Regions from separate parts of the Mus musculus genome. Here region 1 is linked to region 2. The links are chromatin contacts, called in public Hi-C maps. All regions are on one chromosome and are shown on one strand. Each heading gives the region's core, a stretch centred on a gene start, on an enhancer-like site or on the middle of the called end of the contact. The rest is flanking DNA. Distances are from core to core; before and after follow the strand shown. Region 1 has its middle 81 kb from the start of 9530026F06Rik. Region 2 has its middle 77 kb from the start of Icos.

Region 1 (5,314 bases), core at 652-3,151, 240 kb before region 2:
GCCATCGAAAGCCCTCATCCCCTCCCTCTGTCCAAAAGGGTAGATAACACGTGAGGAGCAACATTTGACATTGTTCTCTGATTTCCACCATGTGTACCCCACACGTATGCATACGTAAACACATGAACAAGGGCACTTGCACACATAAACATGAAGACATGTTGCTGCCCTGCTTGACTGAACCTGACTTTAACAGGTCTGCCATGTTCTTTGGGCTTCATACATGAACAAGACAGAAACCCAGCAGCAGCACTTTTGGAATCTGAGGGGATGTGCACCTTGGAGAAGCCAGGTGGCTGCTTTGTTATCCCGTGCTGGCTGGCTCAATGTAGGTCATCATTCAAACTTTATTATTATTAAGAAAGAAAGAAAGAAAGAAAGAAAGAAAGAAACCATTTTAAGCATCAGTTTTGAAGCCAGAGCTTCGTTTTCATGAACACCTGAAACCAAACAGACTGTGCATGTGGTCTGTGCTGTTCCGTTTCCCCTGTTTCCTTTGTTTAAAGTCTTGACCTTAACTTTGCTATTATGCATTTTGGGATTTCTGGAGCCCAACTTTACCCAGAGGGAAAACAAGGAAACAAATAAGCTTAAAAATATGTTTTCTGACCTAACCCTACATCCCAAGGTCACTACTGAAACACATCATATTGAAAATCTGCAAGGTCTTAGGGCCAACCCCATGGGAAAATCAGAAAAACTAGAAGCTGTGAAGGACACAGATCTGCTGAATATATTAAGCTTGTGTGTGTGTGTGTGTGTGTGTGTGTGTGTGTGTTTCTAGTCCTCTAAGGTAAATTTATACCATCCATACAGATGCACTCTTTTCTATTTATTATTCCCAATTGGGCAATGGAGGTTAATGTCGTGCAAAGGAGAAAAAAAATCAAGAGTTTGACAGCACTCCCTCAATTTTATTTTAAAGCAACACAAAGAAAATGAAAGCTTGTTCTTTGGGGCCAGCATTTCTCCCTCCCCAATTCCACCCAGACTGGATCATCTTAAATCTGATTTGGGATTTGAGCGTTATTTGGATTAGCTCATTAGTGGAGCACCATTCTGACAAGCCACTAATCTGAGGCACTGGTGCACGGCACCATGACAGTATTATGCCGAAAATGAGAAATCTAATGAGATTAGACAGGTCCTTGTGCAAATGGTCTGACGGTACTTTGTATGGCAGTCCATGAGCTTGGGAATGCAGGAACGTGGGCAGATTGAGGCATCAGACTCCCTTGATCTATGACAGGGCCGCTCTAGAGCCCACAGGTGAAATCTATTGAAAGTCAGCAGTGATGCACCATTTCTGAGCAAGGTCCGGGAACTTCAAGCAATGATCCAGATTAAAAAGTGATAAATACACACAGGGATGACAGTGGGGATGGAGGTATTAGCTACTGGAGAGTTTTTGGGGTGAGATTCTGATATGTTCTGGTGTCTGTGGAGCAGAAATAGGCACAAACAGAAGCAGCCACAGGGCAAGAATAACTGGAGGCTGGAACCAGCCACTGATGCATTCCAAAGTTGCTTACCCAGTACCAGCAAGAAAACCCCATCACTGTCTTCCCTGCTGTTAGAGTGATTTTCTCTCCTTCCTTCACTTGCAATTTTAGTCATTTTTAAGCTAAACAGAACATGCTGGCTCCCTTTTGCTTAGAAGGGGCCTGTTGCTGAGATCAGAAAATGCTAGACTACAATAATGCATGATTTATAACGTCCAGATGTGGCTAAGGGGCAGCAGACAGCACACAGTGGACGGGGACTTGGTGCCTCCCCCATCTCTTTCCCTCCTTGTTCTCTCAAAGAGGAAAACAGAAGTTTCCATGGCATTTTCTTGCCTGTAAGTGGAAAATCAAGCTATTAACAGAGGCCTGGAGTTGTCCCCCTGGGAGATAGCTTTTTTCATATTGTGCTACTCTGCCACCTAATGGTGACTTTTAGTATTCTGTGAAAGGCCTGCCTGTTAGTAGATGCTCCTTAGTTAAAAAAATCTTCCTTGCGCCAAATGGAAAAGTCAGTGTCAGGCATTCTGTCAAAGGTCGTCAAAATGAACAGGCATGAAGCATAAGAAAATACACCTTTCTTTCATGTTAGTAACATGCCAAGCCAGTAACAGGCGTCTTTCATATTTTTTCCCACCAGACAATGAATGGTTGTTCAGTGACTGGTTGTTTAGATATGGAAGTCTAGATATATTTAGTTTAGATATAAAAAATTTACTGTTAAACTGTGTATGAATGAATTCAAGACAGAACTGGGTTCTATTCAGTTTTTTCACTTTACCAAGAGTGTCCAGGGACTTGGAGTTGATGGTCTTTCTGAAACTAGAGCATGAGGCATTTAGTTTTCTCTCTGTCTGAGGAGTCTTCGCCAAGAGTAGAAGAGGGCCTGGACTGGTATTAAATAAACACCAAGGATTCTAGTCCCAAGATGAGGTAAAGGGAAGAACACAAACAGCTTCCTGCTGTCACAGAATCTTAAGAATTTCTAAAGCAGATGGAAGGATGGTGGAGAGCAGGTGGGGGAAGGGAAACCTGTACCTGAGCAGGGCGTTGTCCCAAACATTTTAACCTTCACAGGCAGAACAAAGGGATGTTCAAAATAGTCTCCTGAGTACAAAGATCTAAAAAAGCTGGGTTCTCAGAATCTCTGGGAGATGACTGAGAATAGGGTGTATCAATAGAACAACCGAGGAGAGAGAGAGAGAGAGAGAGAGAGAGAGAGAGAGAGAGAGAGAGAGATGGCGGTGGGGTGGAGAGCGAGAACAGTTCACCCAATAATCAGGTCTGTGAGTAGCAATGAATAAGAGGTTTTCAAGCCTTTCTACAGTATCCATTACGATTTTTATTATTTTATTTTGCCTTTTCTTCTCAAGATTCCCGAAAAGCCTTTGCCATGCAGCTGTAACCAAGCAGTCATCTATTATTTCACTTAAACACACACCAAAAGAGGTGATGTTGATTAATCAAAGTAGAAGCAGCAGACACGCTTTGGAAACAAAAACCTCAGTGCTTCAAAGGCAATGCCCATTGGCCATCAGGAGCTCTGTTGCCAGGGAGATGGTTACCAAGCATAGGTGCCCCCAGAGCAGCTGCATTTATGGAGGTGTGGCCCTGGACAGCTTATTGGTACTCTCTGGATGGATGTCACGAGTGAAGGCTTTTCAAATATTTAATTTTTCCCGTGTGTGTTGGCAAGAAGGGACTGGGCTATGTGACTGCTTTTCAAAGACAAGATTAAAGAAAGAGGAGGAGAGGCATTGGAAGAACCAGAGAATGTGATCAAATAGACTGAAAACAGAATGCGAAGAGAGAGGGAGAGACTCGGTCAGTGGCAGAAACCCAGAGATAGTACAGCCCCGTAGACCCGAACTACAGTCTGAGTTGGTCACAGGGCAGACACCTGGGTACAGGGAAGCCAGTGTGGTGTGACTCTTCTGAACAGTATTTTCTAGAGGGATGCCTCTCTGTGAGTGCCTCCGTAATTATCCACTCCATGCTAACCCACATAAGATCTCATGTCAATGATAGCTGACTTCAAAATAAGACACGGAACTGCAAGTGCTAATGTCTTTTTGGCAGAAATAGGGTCAGAATGTGTGTGTGTGTGTGTGTGTGTGTGTGAGAGAGAGAGAGAGAGAGAGAGAGAGAGAGAGAGAGAGAGGGCTTATTTCAAACTCCTTTCTACTTCCAAATTTATTCTTCTAGGGTCTCTCATAGAAGTCACTAGAAATCCTTTCTCCATGTGGCTAATATTTCCCAGCACTAGCTTCGTCTGAGAAAATATTTTTGGATGAAGTGTGTGCACAGGTGTATCTGCAGACTCAGGTCTGCCTTTAGTGATGCTGAGCGTGTCCAGAAGAAAAGGAAGTAGGTGCAAATAACAACAACAACAACTAACAAATGATGATGATGATGATGATAATAGAAAAACATTTCTTTTAGTCTGAGAAGGGTAGGTGTCAAACACGAGAATCACCAAAACTAGAACACTGGACTGTCTGGATGGATTTCAGATGACCTAAAATGGAAAGCCTACTGGTCTGGCATTTGGAAAATGTAAGGATGAAATATGACTGAGTTGGAATTAAGCAGTGTCTGGATGTGAGTGTGGTCAGAGGGGTCACTCCAGGGGCCATCTGATGGAAGCCGGGATTTGGACTGACAAGTGAACAGAGTGTTTCTGAGAATGACTCCCTGTTGTGTGTGTGTGTGTATGTGTGTGTGTGTGTGTGTGTGTGTGTGTGTGTGTGTGTGTGTGTGAGTGCGCACGAGTGCCTGCTCACTTGGGAGCTTGAGGTTGGGCATAGGATGAAGCAGACTGGAAGGTGATAGGTCCTGAGAGAAGAAAGCATTGGCTGATGAATCTAGATTTCCTCAGCACTTTGTCTGGGGCCAATCAGGGTTAATATGTACTACATAATTTATATGAAATTTCTCATCCTTAATGAAGGAAGAAAAAACAGAATTATAACATAGTTGCATTTTTGCTATTAATTCATGAGAAAAAAAAATCTCATGGAGGCATGTTGAAGCAAATGCAGTGGGCGGCAATATCATCTAGAACATCTAGGGTTCTTTACTCTCAGTCAAAAGACAGAGGTGGGTGGGGGTGGGAGTGAGGCCCTCCAGGACAGGGTATGATAGGTTTTGCATGTGTTGTCAGGCTGCAGCTGTGGCTGGCTGACATGAGAGCGCCAGGCCACATGGCCCCATTAGGAAAAGGTGAGGCTGTGAATTACTTTTACAGCCTGGAAATGACACATCTCATTCATCCAGAGAGTTATTTAGGTTTGCATTGAGTGTGAGGACCCATGAGTCACCCAAACATGTCTATTTCTTCATCTTTGAGGATCGGTGAAGGGTGTTTCTCTCTCTTTCTCTCTGTCTCTGTCTCTGTCTCTCTCTCTCTGTGTGTGTGTGTGTGTTTATGCAGAAGGCTATGCGTTGTGAAACAGGGCTGAAGAGAGGGTAGACTGATCACCGTTTCAAGGCCTCAGTGAGCACATCTGATTATTGGTAGAGCTAATTCCTTCTCAGTGGGCTCTCTTCCACACAGGAGGACTGAGAAAGTAGGCGTGCTTTGTCTCTGGTATAAACACTTGCCAGCCATTGCAAACCCTAGGTAAGGCCTGCAGACATAAGTATAAATACATGCCAAAGTGTGTGTGTGTGTGTGGGGGGGACGACTGCCTTCCTGAAATTTGTCCATTTATTTGTTGGAGGGACACGAGAAGGGAGGGTAGAGATTATTGGTAAACAATAAATCACTTTTGTACTTCAATCCAAATCACACCAAAATGGGACAAGGTATT
Region 2 (5,048 bases), core at 1,066-3,565:
CCATCCACCATCTTCCCTAGAGAACGCACTTCATATTTTTTTCCCCTGGAGAGAAAGAACCAAGAAAATACCGCTAGTATGTGCCCCTTAACCAAACCCACCACATTTGATTTTTCTCTTCAGATTCAGACTTTAGAGTCTGTTTCTTTTAATTTTCAATTAAAATCAGAAATACATTCATGTAGATTTTCTTATCTAGAAAATATCCAGTGATAGAAGGTGGACCAGAATGTACTGGATGGCTTTGGTGCTCTGACTCACTCAGACCCAGCACTAGAGAATTACATCCCAGGGATCCTAACTCCTTCAGGTCAGTTGCTTCAGTATTCTAGTCTGATACTAGACTAGACTAGAGTAGACTAGACTAGACTAGACTAGACTAGACTAGACAAATACTAGACAAAGACTAGACTAGTAACCCCAGGAGACCCCACACTGTGGACTGCCAGTCCATGTTCTCCTCACTCTCCTATGCAATCACCATTAGCTAAGATTCCCTCATTCTGTAACACTTCATCTTACACAGTATACATAGTCTCCTGTCTTGAAGTGATGCAGAATCAAGCTCCCTACAAAGTATGTTTCTTAAACAACAATCTTTCCCTAGAGCTATTAGAGAAAGCAAAGCCCCGATGACACCTTCTTCCCTCTGGAGCTGCAAGAATAAACTGTTGTTTTAGGCTACCACACCTGTGGTAATTTATCGTAGCCACCCTATGAAATTAACTCAGTTTATCAAGGAGATTAAGTACAGGCAGACAAGTCAAAGACGCTGAGCACCTTCTCCTGGAATAGGAAGACAGAGGAGCTGACATCAAGGTTCCTTCAGTGTGGGAAGTCATTGCAAAGCTGTGTTCTTCTAATGCACATGAATGTCAGTGTTGGTGTGCAGGGCAGATGATGGTGGTAACATTACCATGGTGACTATGTTTGTTATTAAGATAATCAGAAAAGGAACAGGAGGGAACAAAAGAAGGAAGGGGATTGTAAAGAAGAGAATGGTTTTAGAACTAACCAGTACCCCCAGAGCTCGTGTCTCTAGCTGCATATATAGCAGAAAATGGCCTAGTCAGCCATCATTGGGAAGAGAGGCCCCTTGGTCTTGCAAACTTGATATATGCCCCAGTACAGGGGAACGCCAGGGCCAAGAAGTGGGAGTGGGCGGGTAGGGGAGTGGCAGGGGAGGGTATGAGGGACTTTTGGGATAGCATTTGAAATGTAAATAAAGAAAATATCTAATCAAAAAATATTTTTTAAAATCCTCACAATATAAAAAGAGAGAGAGAGAGAGAAGAATTCCTATGACTTTGTATCTCTGATCTGAGTCAAAGTCAACGGAGAATAGAACAGTCACATCTGCCTCTGCTACATAAAACAATAGTAGGCAACTTGATGACTATTTATGGCTAATTACTTTCTTGGCACATAATAATAATTAAGTGTTTCTATCAATGTTAGGTGTAAGTTACTGTTAAATTTATTTGACCAAAGATTTAAACTCTATATAAACAGCCTATAAACAAGGACTTCCACAACACAGCCATTAGCTCACAGTCTAAAAGAGACACACAAAAGCTGTCTGCAGCATTGCTCTCTGCCATTTAAATAAGCATCGAAAAATTGCATGATATGTATGTTACTCACGAACTGTAAAATGTAGACAGGATTTGAAAATAAGAGTTAGGAGAAATTAAGCACATTCCAAACCAAAGCAAGCATTTAAAGAAGGCATCAAGTCCACAGTGATGCTGTGTGGCCCTCTCTATGTAATATTCCTGGCCCCAAATAAAAGTGGCACGTGTTCAACAGAGGAACGTTAAGCTTTCTTTGGCAATACCCCTGACTTGACTGGGCTTTAAAAAAAAAACAAAAAAACAAACAAAAAAAAAAAACAAAAACAAAAAAAAAAACTATTTGTAGGTAATGCGTGCTCTCTGGTTTATATACCATTTCTACCTGCAAAATAAGATCCCTTTTCATGCTCAAACCAAAACATGAGAGAAATATCCTGTTAGTGGATGTCCTGTGTAATTATTGGGACTCAACTGAATGTGGCCATTTCTATTTTGAAACCATGAACACAGTCTCCCAGTTTTCTTCCCCATGAATCACTGGATTTTTGTTGTTGTTGTTTAATGACCAGTCTGGGTTTAAACAAAATGGAATTTGTTCTCAGAGATATTTGAAACTAAAATAGGAAGTCGTCGTTATTGGTTTATTGGTTTATAACCAGATTCTTTCCTGTCGAGAATTGTTTTAAACACGTAGCAGGGAAACGCGGGTCCAAGATGGGGCGTTGGTGCCCTCTGGAGGAAGAAAGGGCAAGGTGGAGGAAAGGGAAAGTTGAATGAAGCAGACAGAAGCCAGGAGAATCCTCACATGAGTTCCGAGTCACATAAATCCCATCTATCTCTAAGGACAATTCAGTTCTCCCTGGGAGGTAGCCAAGAAGCTTTCTGCATTTTTTTTCCAGCACAAATACACATATTGTAATATTTATAAGTACAGGGTGCCTTGCTCCCACTCTTTATGTACTGTGTGTTTCCCAAGGTAATGCCATCTCCGGCAACAGTGTCTCACTGTGTTGTCATGGCTCTCAATTAAGAGTGATATTAGACAATGAAGTCCACACTGTCTCTCTGCCACTGTGTTTGCTATCCAATCATATTGGCCGTACCTGAGCACCACAAGCCTCGAAGAGCTCCACCCAGCTCACTCAGGTCCTCCACTTCTTTTTACTGTGCCTTCTTCTAACTAAGCACATTTGATAATTTCACTTCTTTTTTTCTCGTTACTCACTTCTGCCAAATATCTAATCACTTGTCTTACACTTCGTTGAACTCAATCCAGGTTTCTGCCTAATTCTGATTCCAAGATTATGAACTTAGAGTCTTTTTTTTTTTAATGTAAAAGAACTAGAATTGCCCTAAAACACCCGTATCAGTGGTTGTGATTCAGTGAGGTTGTGGTCTCCATGCTCAGACCAGTACCTATGAAATGACTACAGTCAGTAGACATTCGTCACTTGTTAGCAATCGTTTCCTCTCTGGCTCTTGCAAGCATCTTAACAGGTGAAACAGAGGACTATGCTTGCGTCTGCACAGGCAAGTTCACTGTGTACGTAAACCCTACAGAGGCAGGATGCCAGGCAAGGTCAAACATGCAGACTGCACATTTCCCCCAGTTACCACCATTCAAGTTCACCATCCTGGCAGGACCTGTCTCAGTATGGGCCCAAGGGTTCCGCTGCTAAGAACACTCTGCAAACTCTCTACCCTCTTCCGTAAGGGGCAAAGAGAGACAGCTCTTCCAAGAGTGCAACTGCCCTTCCCACTGATTCTGTTAATGAACCCTGGAGAATCGCATGTTAGCCAGTGTGTGCTATTGGCTATTTTGTTGGCGCTCAATTCTGGATTCTCAAAGAAGAAAGAACAGGGCAATCGGCCCCCACCCTGAAGCCGCCTTAAATCTTTTAGTGGTTGTGATTCACTGGGTTTGAATGCAGCACAAAATGAACTTCCGCCATATTGTTACTTATGACAGCATCATCGCCCACAGAGTTGACTGCTTGAATGATTAGAAAAGATCCCATTTTTCTTGCTAACAAATAAGATCCATATTTTTAGGTGTGACCTCTCCTTTCCCAGTATATTTTAGACTGTTGCCTGTATGACTTATCCTGAGGGTTGTATAAATGCATATCAGATCAGGATATTGTAAAAAGGATACTCAGGGCTGCTTTTGCTTTGTATCAGAGGTATTTGGGGCAGCTAGCCAAAAAGGGCAGAACAGCCACCTTCCAGAATATTCCCAGTGTCCAACTGCCCATCTGTTTCTCATAAAACCCACAAAAGCAAGAAGGTTCTTCTTTTGCCTCAGGTGGCAAATTAGATTACACAGGCATCCTTGGGGTTGAGAATACAGCCAAGTGTAAATGAAATTTTAACTTACACAGGACGTGCATGGATAAGAATGTGGCAGGGGGTTAGGGCCTGTTTTCTTTTTAAAAGGATCTATTGTTATTGTTTAATCATTTCTCTGGTTCAAGCACATAAATTCAAAGGATCCAAGATCTGACTTTCACCCTGCAGAGTTTTCCCTATCACCATGGAATTTCCGTAATATAGCCTCCTCATCACTAAAAAAGAAAAAAAAAAACAGTGATTCCATGTGCTCAGTCCATGGAAGTGTTTTCTGAGATAAGCCTTGTCTGCCTTAATTCTGGATAGCCACAAAATAAAGTAGGATATATTGAATCATTTAGATACCATCAATCAGAAAGATTAACCAAGGCTATCTAGTCCTTTTCTAATATTTTAAAAGCTGAGTTCCAAGTAGACTGTTCAGTCTACAGCCACAGACTGCAAAATATGAACTGAATATGAAAACATTTTAACTTTCATGTTTTAATGATAAGAATGTTGTTGGCATTAATATTTGAACATTTCCATGTACCTAGTTCTGAAAGCTATGTCATTGCAGGCTCAGAATCCACTGGCAGACTATAAATAAAATCTTTCTATAAATACACTTTATGCCAAACTACCAGCAGAATTCATTTTTCATCTTTTAAACAGATGGTATAAGAGGAAAATCATGCATGTATATGATTAATCAAATGTGCTTTTGCTGTTCGAATTTTCATTACCACTACCAGCGTGAGTTTTGAGAAATTTCTGCATTTCATATTTTCTTTTGAGAATCTTTTTATTTAAGGAAACCATTAATATAAATGAAGACAGAAAGATGAACCCATTATTAGGTCTATACCTTCTTGTTACCCCAACCCCACTTTAAGTCCTCACTGTTTGTTTGCTTTTTCTTCTTTCAGAATTTCTATTCTTCAAAGAATGTTGTCTTTGACAGACTTTCTTAATGTGACTTTAACATTCTTGATAACGCTGATGTGTGTATAAGCCACTGGGAAAAAAAATAAGGACACCTTTTGGGTAAATTACAATGAAGAATGCCAGGATACTAAAATATGATACCATGACATAACGTACCAGCTGCTATTCTGAACTATGTAGTGGCCACAAGGATGAAAG

Evidence for each region. Hi-C and Micro-C count contacts between places; a contact is called where the count stands out from the background.
Region 1: a Hi-C map of the N1E-115 cell line shows a contact between it and region 2, with 7 times the contacts expected there. The contact joins two enhancer-like sites. A contact is called at or near these places in 29 of 484 Hi-C or Micro-C datasets (the HL-1 cell line, the N1E-115 cell line, the Patski cell line and 19 more) and 2 of 115 datasets of contacts at active chromatin or transcription factors (astrocytes and bone marrow-derived dendritic cells).

Annotation. Positions count from the first base shown.
Region 1 is chr1:61,294,783-61,300,096 of GRCm38.p6, reverse strand. No RefSeq gene overlaps it. Among named protein-coding and RNA genes, the nearest start is that of 9530026F06Rik, 81 kb to the left of the region's middle. Within about 2 kb of position 1,901, at least 35 of the 459 cell types and tissues checked have an H3K27ac peak or open chromatin away from gene starts, as enhancers often do. A contact at or near this core is called in the N1E-115 cell line, where this site is marked.
Region 2 is chr1:61,052,603-61,057,650 of GRCm38.p6, reverse strand. No RefSeq gene overlaps it. Among named protein-coding and RNA genes, the nearest start is that of Icos, 77 kb to the right of the region's middle. Within about 2 kb of position 2,315, at least 20 of the 459 cell types and tissues checked have an H3K27ac peak or open chromatin away from gene starts, as enhancers often do. A contact at or near this core is called in the N1E-115 cell line, where this site is marked.